Regions from separate parts of the Danio rerio genome. Here region 2 is linked to region 1. The links are chromatin contacts, called in public Hi-C maps. All regions are on one chromosome and are shown on one strand. Each heading gives the region's core, a stretch centred on a gene start, on an enhancer-like site or on the middle of the called end of the contact. The rest is flanking DNA. Distances are from core to core; before and after follow the strand shown.

Region 1 (3,999 bases), core at 182-2,681:
ATGAACCGAATCAGATGTGTGTTCAAACTGAAGTGTCAGAAAACATGCAATAGGCTTATAAGGAGCAAATTCTACACAGTTTTGCAACCTTAAAGGGCTCCACAGGCTATTGAATTAAATGGTCTATTTTTGCACAAACGTGCGAGCAGTTAAGTTACTTTTCCACATGCAATATTATCTATTGTAGATAAACCATTAATGATGATACTACTGTTTACAAACTACATTGGCACCGCCAGTATTTTGGAGCCATATTATCACTAGTAAACCGTGCAACCCTAGTAAAACATATGCTGGACAAGTTGTTAGTTCATTCCACTATGGCGACCCCTGATTAATAAAGGAACTAAGCCAAAAAGAATGTTATGCTCATCATTTTTTTGCTTCATTCTGCAAACTAGTACTGATGACTTCCGAATTGAAAATCAAAATGTTGTCATTCAGAGCCCTTTTTTTTTTTGTTTTTACCCTCATTTCATCTAGGAATTTGCAAACACGAGTGCTGGTTAAAGCTGACAGCATTTTCATTTCTGAATGGACCATTTCTTTATAATTAATGCCACTTTGTGCATATCCTATGAAGCTTGTTCTTTGATTAATAAATGAACGGAGCACGAACAGAAAAGAATCCAGTATGCATTCTTCATGCCAGCAGGGCACTGCAGAAATAAAGTCTCGACATTCAGGAAGCCTTGAAGTCAGTATAAAGAGCGAATATGTGAATACGCTCTCGCACCCATTCCGAGTGATGAAAAAATAAGTTAATATATTTCTTCATCTGAATGTACACTATGCAAATGTTTCAAGCTCAAATAAAATCCATGCTGTGATAGACTTATTAGATGCACAAATGAAGTCTGTTGGTCTCGCCTCTGCTATGCACGCACACATACACAAAAAGAGAGCCAGAATGCAAGTTAATGCAATTATTTTTATGGAAAGTGTTCAAAAAAAAAAAAAGTCTAGCAAGCAGTGTTATTTTTAAAGCGCCACGCATCTCGCCTGCAAAAGCCTTTGCAAGCTGTGACAGTCCTTGAAAACAGAAGACATTTTGAAGGTGGATTAATGCTGTATCTGCTGCATCAACCAACAGTCATGGTAAATAAAAGTAGCGCAGGTGAATCTGAAGCTGGCAAGACAGCTTAAGCTGGAGTAGTTTGTACCACATAAAAAAAGCTGCAAACGTTAATACCAATCATCATCATTTTTAGCTAGCCCCATCAATAGAAAGCTGTAATGTCAGTCCTATAAAACAACCCTGGCAGCCGACGGATGCTACTGTACCGCACGCGCTCTGAATGAGGAACAGTGAGAGAGTGTGCATTCAGGAAACAGGCCTGGAGGAAATTTCAGTGCTCTGTTCCCTATGGAGCGATGCATGTCTGCAGAGAGCTTGGCACAGGTTTGGTGTGAGGTCAGTCTGTCCGAGCCAGAAGTGTTTGGCTGAACTTTCTGCAGACACACACCATGGAAATCTATCAAATGATTCAAGGTAGCAGAGCCAGAACAGTCCAGGGAGCTTGTTAGATGACTTTACAGGGTCACTCGGTGAACATTCTTTCCTTTTATTATACATTTTTGGGGACAGCAGTTTGACTGAAAAAAAACGGTCCTATAAAAATGATCAGTCGAAACAGAGTTGAAGACCTACTGAATTATTAGCCCTCTGTATATTTTTTCCCCAATTTTGTTTAATGGAAAGAAGATTTATAAACATAATAGTTTTAATAAGTAATTTATAATAACTAATTTCTTAGTTATCTTTGCCATGATTGTACATAATATTTTGCTAGATTTTTTTTTTTTTACGAAGCGGATGCCCTTCCCGCCGCAACCCATCTCTGGAAAACATCCACACACACATTCACACACATACACTACGGACAATTTAGCCTACCCAATTCACCTATACCACATGTCTTTGGACTGTGGGGGAAACCGGAGCACCCAGAGGAAACCCACGCGAACGCAGAGAGAACATGCAAACTCCACACAGAAACGCCAACTGAGCCGAGGCTCGAACCAGCAACCCAGTGACCTTTTTGCTGTGAGGCGACAGCACTACCTACTGCGCCACTGCTTCGCCCCATTTCAAGTTCATTTATTTATAAAGCATATTTAAAAGCAGCCACAAGACTGACCAAAGTGCTGTACATAAGACAGAGTATACAGAGACAGATTATACAAACATAAAAATAAACCAAGACAAACAACTGCATAATCTAAAAAAATGAAGCAATAGAAAAGACTGTTAAAATAATATTAAAAGCCAAGCTAAGTTTAGGAGGGATTTAAAAATAGATAGTGATGGAGTTTTGTTTTTTACGAACGTACGAATTTTAATCTCATGAGGCAGTGTTCTATAACCACGGACCCACCAAAAAAAACCTCTGTCCTCTCTTCTTTTAGAACAATTGAGAAATTTAAAGGCTTGTAGGTTAATTAGACAAGTTAATTAGACAAATCATTGTATAATGATAGTTTGTTATTTAGACAATATAATATATATACTGTATATTAAACGTAAAAATTAAAAACTGCTTTTATTTTATCTGAAATAAAACAAATACGACTCTCTCCAAAAGAAAACATATTTTAGGAAATACTTTTTTTGCTCTGTTAAACATAATTTGGGATATATATATATATATATATATATATATATATATATATATATATATATATATATATATATATATATATAAACAAATTCACAGGAGGGCTAATAATTTTGACGTCAACTGCATATTTAATCACAACTGCTGGATTAATCCAATCAAAAATATGGCAAAACCATTACCCTTTTAAAACAAATGTTCTAATTAAATTTACAAATGTAATTTTTTTCCTGTGAGAGTAAAGATGAACTTTCAGCATCATTCATTCTTAAAGGTCTAGTCCTAAAGGCTGATTTATACTTCTCTGTGGCCAGAGCCTACCGGTGAAGCCTACCGCGGTCGTCATCGACGCTGACGCGCACCTCTCAAAAAATTTAACTACACGTCCCAACCACACGTAGTGCAAGCTCTGTGATTGGTTGGCTTGGTAGCGCTGACGAGCGTGGGCGGAGGTGTGAGCTGCGCGAGCCCGTTGGAGCGAGTGTTTACAAGTCCCGTGAAGTAGCTCTATATGGAAATTGCTGTTTTGTGTTTACCTTATGAGTAAAGTTGTTGTATATCCGCCGATTCCCACCTCAAAATGAGCGAGTTTGAACTTCTTGTACATTAAGGTAGTACGTTCGGAAAAAACAAAACAACAGCGAAGAAACTCGACATAGAGGAACATAAACACCTACTGCCAGCTAGCGTTTCAGAAGTGTTATTGCAGAGCAACACAAACAGCACGTATGCTGAACGACTACACGAATTGCATGCACCATGGGTCATGTCGATGCAGTAGTATAATCAATCGCATCTAATCAGCCAATCACTGTACTCAAATAGCCTCCACAGTCACAAGAACTCAATCCAATAGAGCAGCTTGGGGATGTGGTGGATCGGGAGATTTGCATTATGAATGTGCAGTCGACAAATCGAAAGCAATGGTGTGAGGCTATCATGCCAATATGGACCTCTGAGGAATATTTCCATTACCTTGTTGAATCTATGCCATGAAGGATTAAAGCAGTTCTGAAGGCAAAAGGTGGTCCAAACCCAGTACTACATATGCTGGAAAAGATGCCGGTTGATTCCACTGTGGTGACCCCTAATGAAGGGACTAAGCCAAAGGAAATAAATGAACGAATGAATGAATGAAAATTTCTTATCAATGTTGAAGAGTTATAGTATTTTTGTAAAACTTTCTTTCCACTTTTTCAGTTATTATTTGGTTAAAAGTAAATATCAAATATTATTAATATTATTCTAAACACTACTGAAAACACCATACATCTAACAGTAACACTTCTCTAATGGTGAACAGACAGTCAACGAAATTGAAACCAGATATTTTCCAACTATTTGACCATTTCCAGATATCCAGACCATATATGCAATATTT
Region 2 (4,285 bases), core at 123-2,622, 430 kb after region 1:
TGTTTTGGTTAACTATAATAACCGTGATTTGCACTTTTTCACACAAACACAAAATAATCAAATTGTTAACATACTGAAATGAATAAAAAATTACAAAAATAAACAGATATTTTCAAAGCCCACACCAAAATGTCAATGGTTTTTATTAGAAATTGAAACTTTAAAATTGTAATTGAAAGTTTGAAACTTTAAGAAGATCCAAACATAACAAAATGACAACATTCAGAAGCACAGTTCGAACAATTATTTAGTTGTATATGATGTATATATGTTTGTTTAATAACTGCATTTTTCTCTCTAAAATGCAAATTGTTATGTTTGCTTGTCTTGTATCTAGACCTTTTAAAATCCCACATAACAATATACTACAGTTTATAGTAAATAAGTACCAGAGTGTCTTCAAACCATACTCTAGTAAAGCGTATTATTCTGTATGTTTACTACTCACTGTTAATGAATGCAATATACTTCAGTATTAACTATAGTGAACTGATAAACTTTTAAAAAGCTACAGTAAACTGTGGTATATTGCAGTGTAATATACAGTGCTCAGCATAATTGAGTACATCCCGTTTTGAAAATGAATATTTTTATCCATTTCGCCGTCAATATAGGCTAATGTACTGTGGTGAATTTAAACAAAACAGACTTATTAAACAGGTACATTTTTTTAAATAATATTTTAGTCACCAAACATATTTAGAAATTGAAAGATAATACAATTAAATTTGAGCAAAATATTGCAAAAATAACTTACAAGCTACAAAATTTCAATTAAATAAAAAAAGTTTTTTCTTCATTTTTCCTCTTTTTAAATTTGCATTTAATATTTTTTTCTAACATATAAATTTGTCTGTACTAGTTTTTGGACCATTGTTGTAAGTTTTTTTTGTTAAATAAGCTCCAGATTTGGCTTCAGTACTCACTAATTTAATGTATATGTACACATATTAAATTGTATAGCTTCCTATTTTAAATATGAATTTACAAGAGAGATTTGTGAGGAGTGTACTTATATATGCTGAGCATCGTACTAATAGTAATATGGTGTAATATAGAAAACCACAGTACAGTGTATACATATAATTGTTTTATCACAGCAACCACTGAATTACCACAACAGATTAGTTGAAGTACTTTAATATAATATGGTTAAAAATACTATGAATAACTATAATATTTTTAATGTGGGGTTTATTATAATATTCAATGTGTTCTTCAAATTAGTGATTTTTTTTAACACAAAGCTGGGTCAGCAAACCGCTCTGTTTGTTTATTTACAGATGTAATGACTGGGAATCTGTGGTTCAATCATGTGAGTGTTTAGGTTTGAAGGCAGAATGGACTGATAAGCAACATGGAGGGAACGTTTACGCTGTGACTTCCTGCTAAAAAGATACGACAGTACATTACCCGGAGAGCTCGGGACGGACAGAACAGTGCTCGTCCTTTTGTGCTCATCTGGGTCCACATCCAAGCCTTAATCACCAGCAAAACTGACTTGGCAAGCCAGCAAAGGGCAGCTTTTCTTTCTCAGGTGTGGAGTCATTCAGAATAATCTGACTAATCAAAATGTAACACTGCCACCATGTGCTTGGTTTAAGAATTGCGTCCCATTATATTTATTTTTTATTTTTTTCCAGCAGCAGCTCCATTCAAATGCAAACCCTAGTGACAAACTCTGATACCGCTGGGCAACAAGCATATACAGTAATCCAATACGCCCACAAACCACATCCATTAAAAAAAGCCCCTCTGTGGCATGATAAATAAAAGCTGAATGCATGCCCAGTCACAAGCATTTTCCTTTTCCTTTAATCAAACTCCACGGTTGTAGACTCAGCTCAGTGTGGATCAGATCCAGCTTCAATCACTGCCTATATATCCAAGCCCTACGGTCAAACAAGACAGCGGCATTGCAGTATTAATGCAGTGGAAATAAATTAACAAGCTCTGTAGACGCAAACTAGCCGAATCTCAGCTTGTAATCATTTTAAAGGGATAGTTCACTCAAAAACAAACATTCTGTCTTCATTTACTCACCTGTCACTTGATCAATAGCAATTTGAACTTCTTGCTTCTGTGGAGCACAAAAGAAGATATTTTTAAAGATGCTGGTTGCTTGGACCCATTGACTTCCATAGTAATTGTTTTTTCTACTATGGAAGTGGATGGGTCCAAGCAATAGGCGTTCTTCAAAATATCTTCTTTTGTGTACAACAGAAGAAGAGTTTATGGATAAATGATTAGGTCATTTTCATTTTTGGGTGAGCTATTTCTTTAACAACTTAAAAATAACCAGGCCGATCTCGAGAAAACGTAACTATATTATGTACAGTATTGTCAAAAAAGTGGCTAATTCGTACAGTTAAATTCGTATGACAACTTACACTTTTTCAAAGGAGGCATGTCCCCTAACTCTACCCCTCATTGGGGTGTGAGCAAACCATACAAAAATGTTCAAATGAAATTGCACACAAATGAATTAAATATATATGTTCACAAAATTCATACAAATTTGTATAGTTTAATTCATATGACAACAAACACTTTTTCCAAAGGAGCTGTGTCCCCGAACCCTCGTTGGGGGATGAGTAAATCAAACAAAAATGTTCCAATGAAATTACATTGTCACACAGAGGCGTTGTTAGGGTACGTGTGAAACAAGACAAAAAAAAAAGATTATTCAGCTGACGAAGCACTATGGTGCAAATGTGGGGGTTTTTTTACAGTTCAAAAGTGTCTAATCCAAAAAATCCCAAAAATGAAGTAGAAAAAAAAAACATATACAGTATATATATATATATATATATATATATATATATATATATATATATATATATATATATATATATATATATATATATATATACACACACACACACACATACATATACATATATATATATATATATATATATATATATATATATATATATATACATACATATATATATATATATATATATATATATATATATATATATATATATATATATATATATATATATATATATATATATATATATATATATATACATATATATATATACATACATATATATATATATATATATACATACATATATATATATACATACATATATATATATATATATATATATATATATATATATATATATATATATATATATATATATACACATATATATATATATATACATATATATATATATATATATATATATATATATATATATATATATATATATATATATATATATATATACACATATATATATATATATACATATATATATATATATATATATATATATATATATATATATATATATATATATATATACACATACATATATATATATATATATATATATATATATATATATATATATATATATATATATACAAAACTAAACAAACAAGACAAAAAATGAAGACAGTAAAGTTACAAAATAAATATATACAAAATATTCGCTATCCAGATTTAATACTTTCCAACCAACCAAACCTTTAAGCCACTACTCACACCTCTAGCTTCATGAATTCGGGGAGCATCAGCCATGCATAATCCGACACTGTCGACACAGAGGGCGGCAGAGCCACCACCACCAAGACAACCATATTGGGTGCAGTCATGGAGGCCAGCATTCCAAGTAGGAGTTGTAGGAGTTTGAAGGTGTGAGTAGTGGTGAACAGTTGGTTGGAAAATATTGATTCTGGAAAGAAAATATTTTGTATAGATTTATTTTGGATACTTTATTGTCTTTAATTTTTTTTCTTGTTGTTTGTTTATTTTTGTAAATATATATTTTGTCTAATTTATTTGTGCGATTTTTGGATTGGACACTTTTGCATTGTAAATAAACGTACCTTTGCACCATAGTGCTACGTCGGCTGAGTCATCATTTATTTTTTGTCTTGTTTCACACAAACCCTAACAACGCCTCTGTGTGACATACGTATACATGAATACATTTTTTATGTTTATATAATTCAAACTAATTCGTACAGTTTAATTCGTATGAAAATGCATAGTTTTTAAAAGGAGGCATGTCCCTTAACCCCACCTTTCATTGGGGGATGAGCAAATCGTACAAACATGTTTGAACGACATTATGTACAAATGAATTAATTCTACATGTTCACATAAAATGTTCACTTTTTAAAAAAGGAGGCATGTCCCCTAACCCAACCTCTCACAAGGGGTTGAGCAAATTGTAAAAGTGTTCGAATGAGAGTATGTACAAATTGTTTAATTCTATATGTTCAAATAATTCATACAAATTTGTTCAATTCTATT

What was found. A called contact is a pair of places that touch in the nucleus more often than the background predicts.
Region 2: a contact with region 1 is called in a Hi-C map of an unstated tissue, with 3 times the contacts expected there. The contact joins two enhancer-like sites. A contact is called at or near these places in 3 of 18 Hi-C or Micro-C datasets (caudal fin, embryo and an unstated tissue).

The regions. Positions count from the first base shown.
Region 1 is chr5:15,241,745-15,245,743 of GRCz12tu, forward strand. It overlaps a transcript of si:ch211-244o22.2 not described here. Among named protein-coding and RNA genes, the nearest start is that of si:ch211-244o22.2, 18 kb to the left of the region's middle. Within about 2 kb of position 1,432, at least 3 of the 62 cell types and tissues checked have an H3K27ac peak or open chromatin away from gene starts, as enhancers often do.
Region 2 is chr5:15,675,394-15,679,678 of GRCz12tu, forward strand. It overlaps a transcript of sema4c not described here. Among named protein-coding and RNA genes, the nearest start is that of tbx1, 260 kb to the right of the region's middle. Within about 2 kb of position 1,373, at least 3 of the 62 cell types and tissues checked have an H3K27ac peak or open chromatin away from gene starts, as enhancers often do.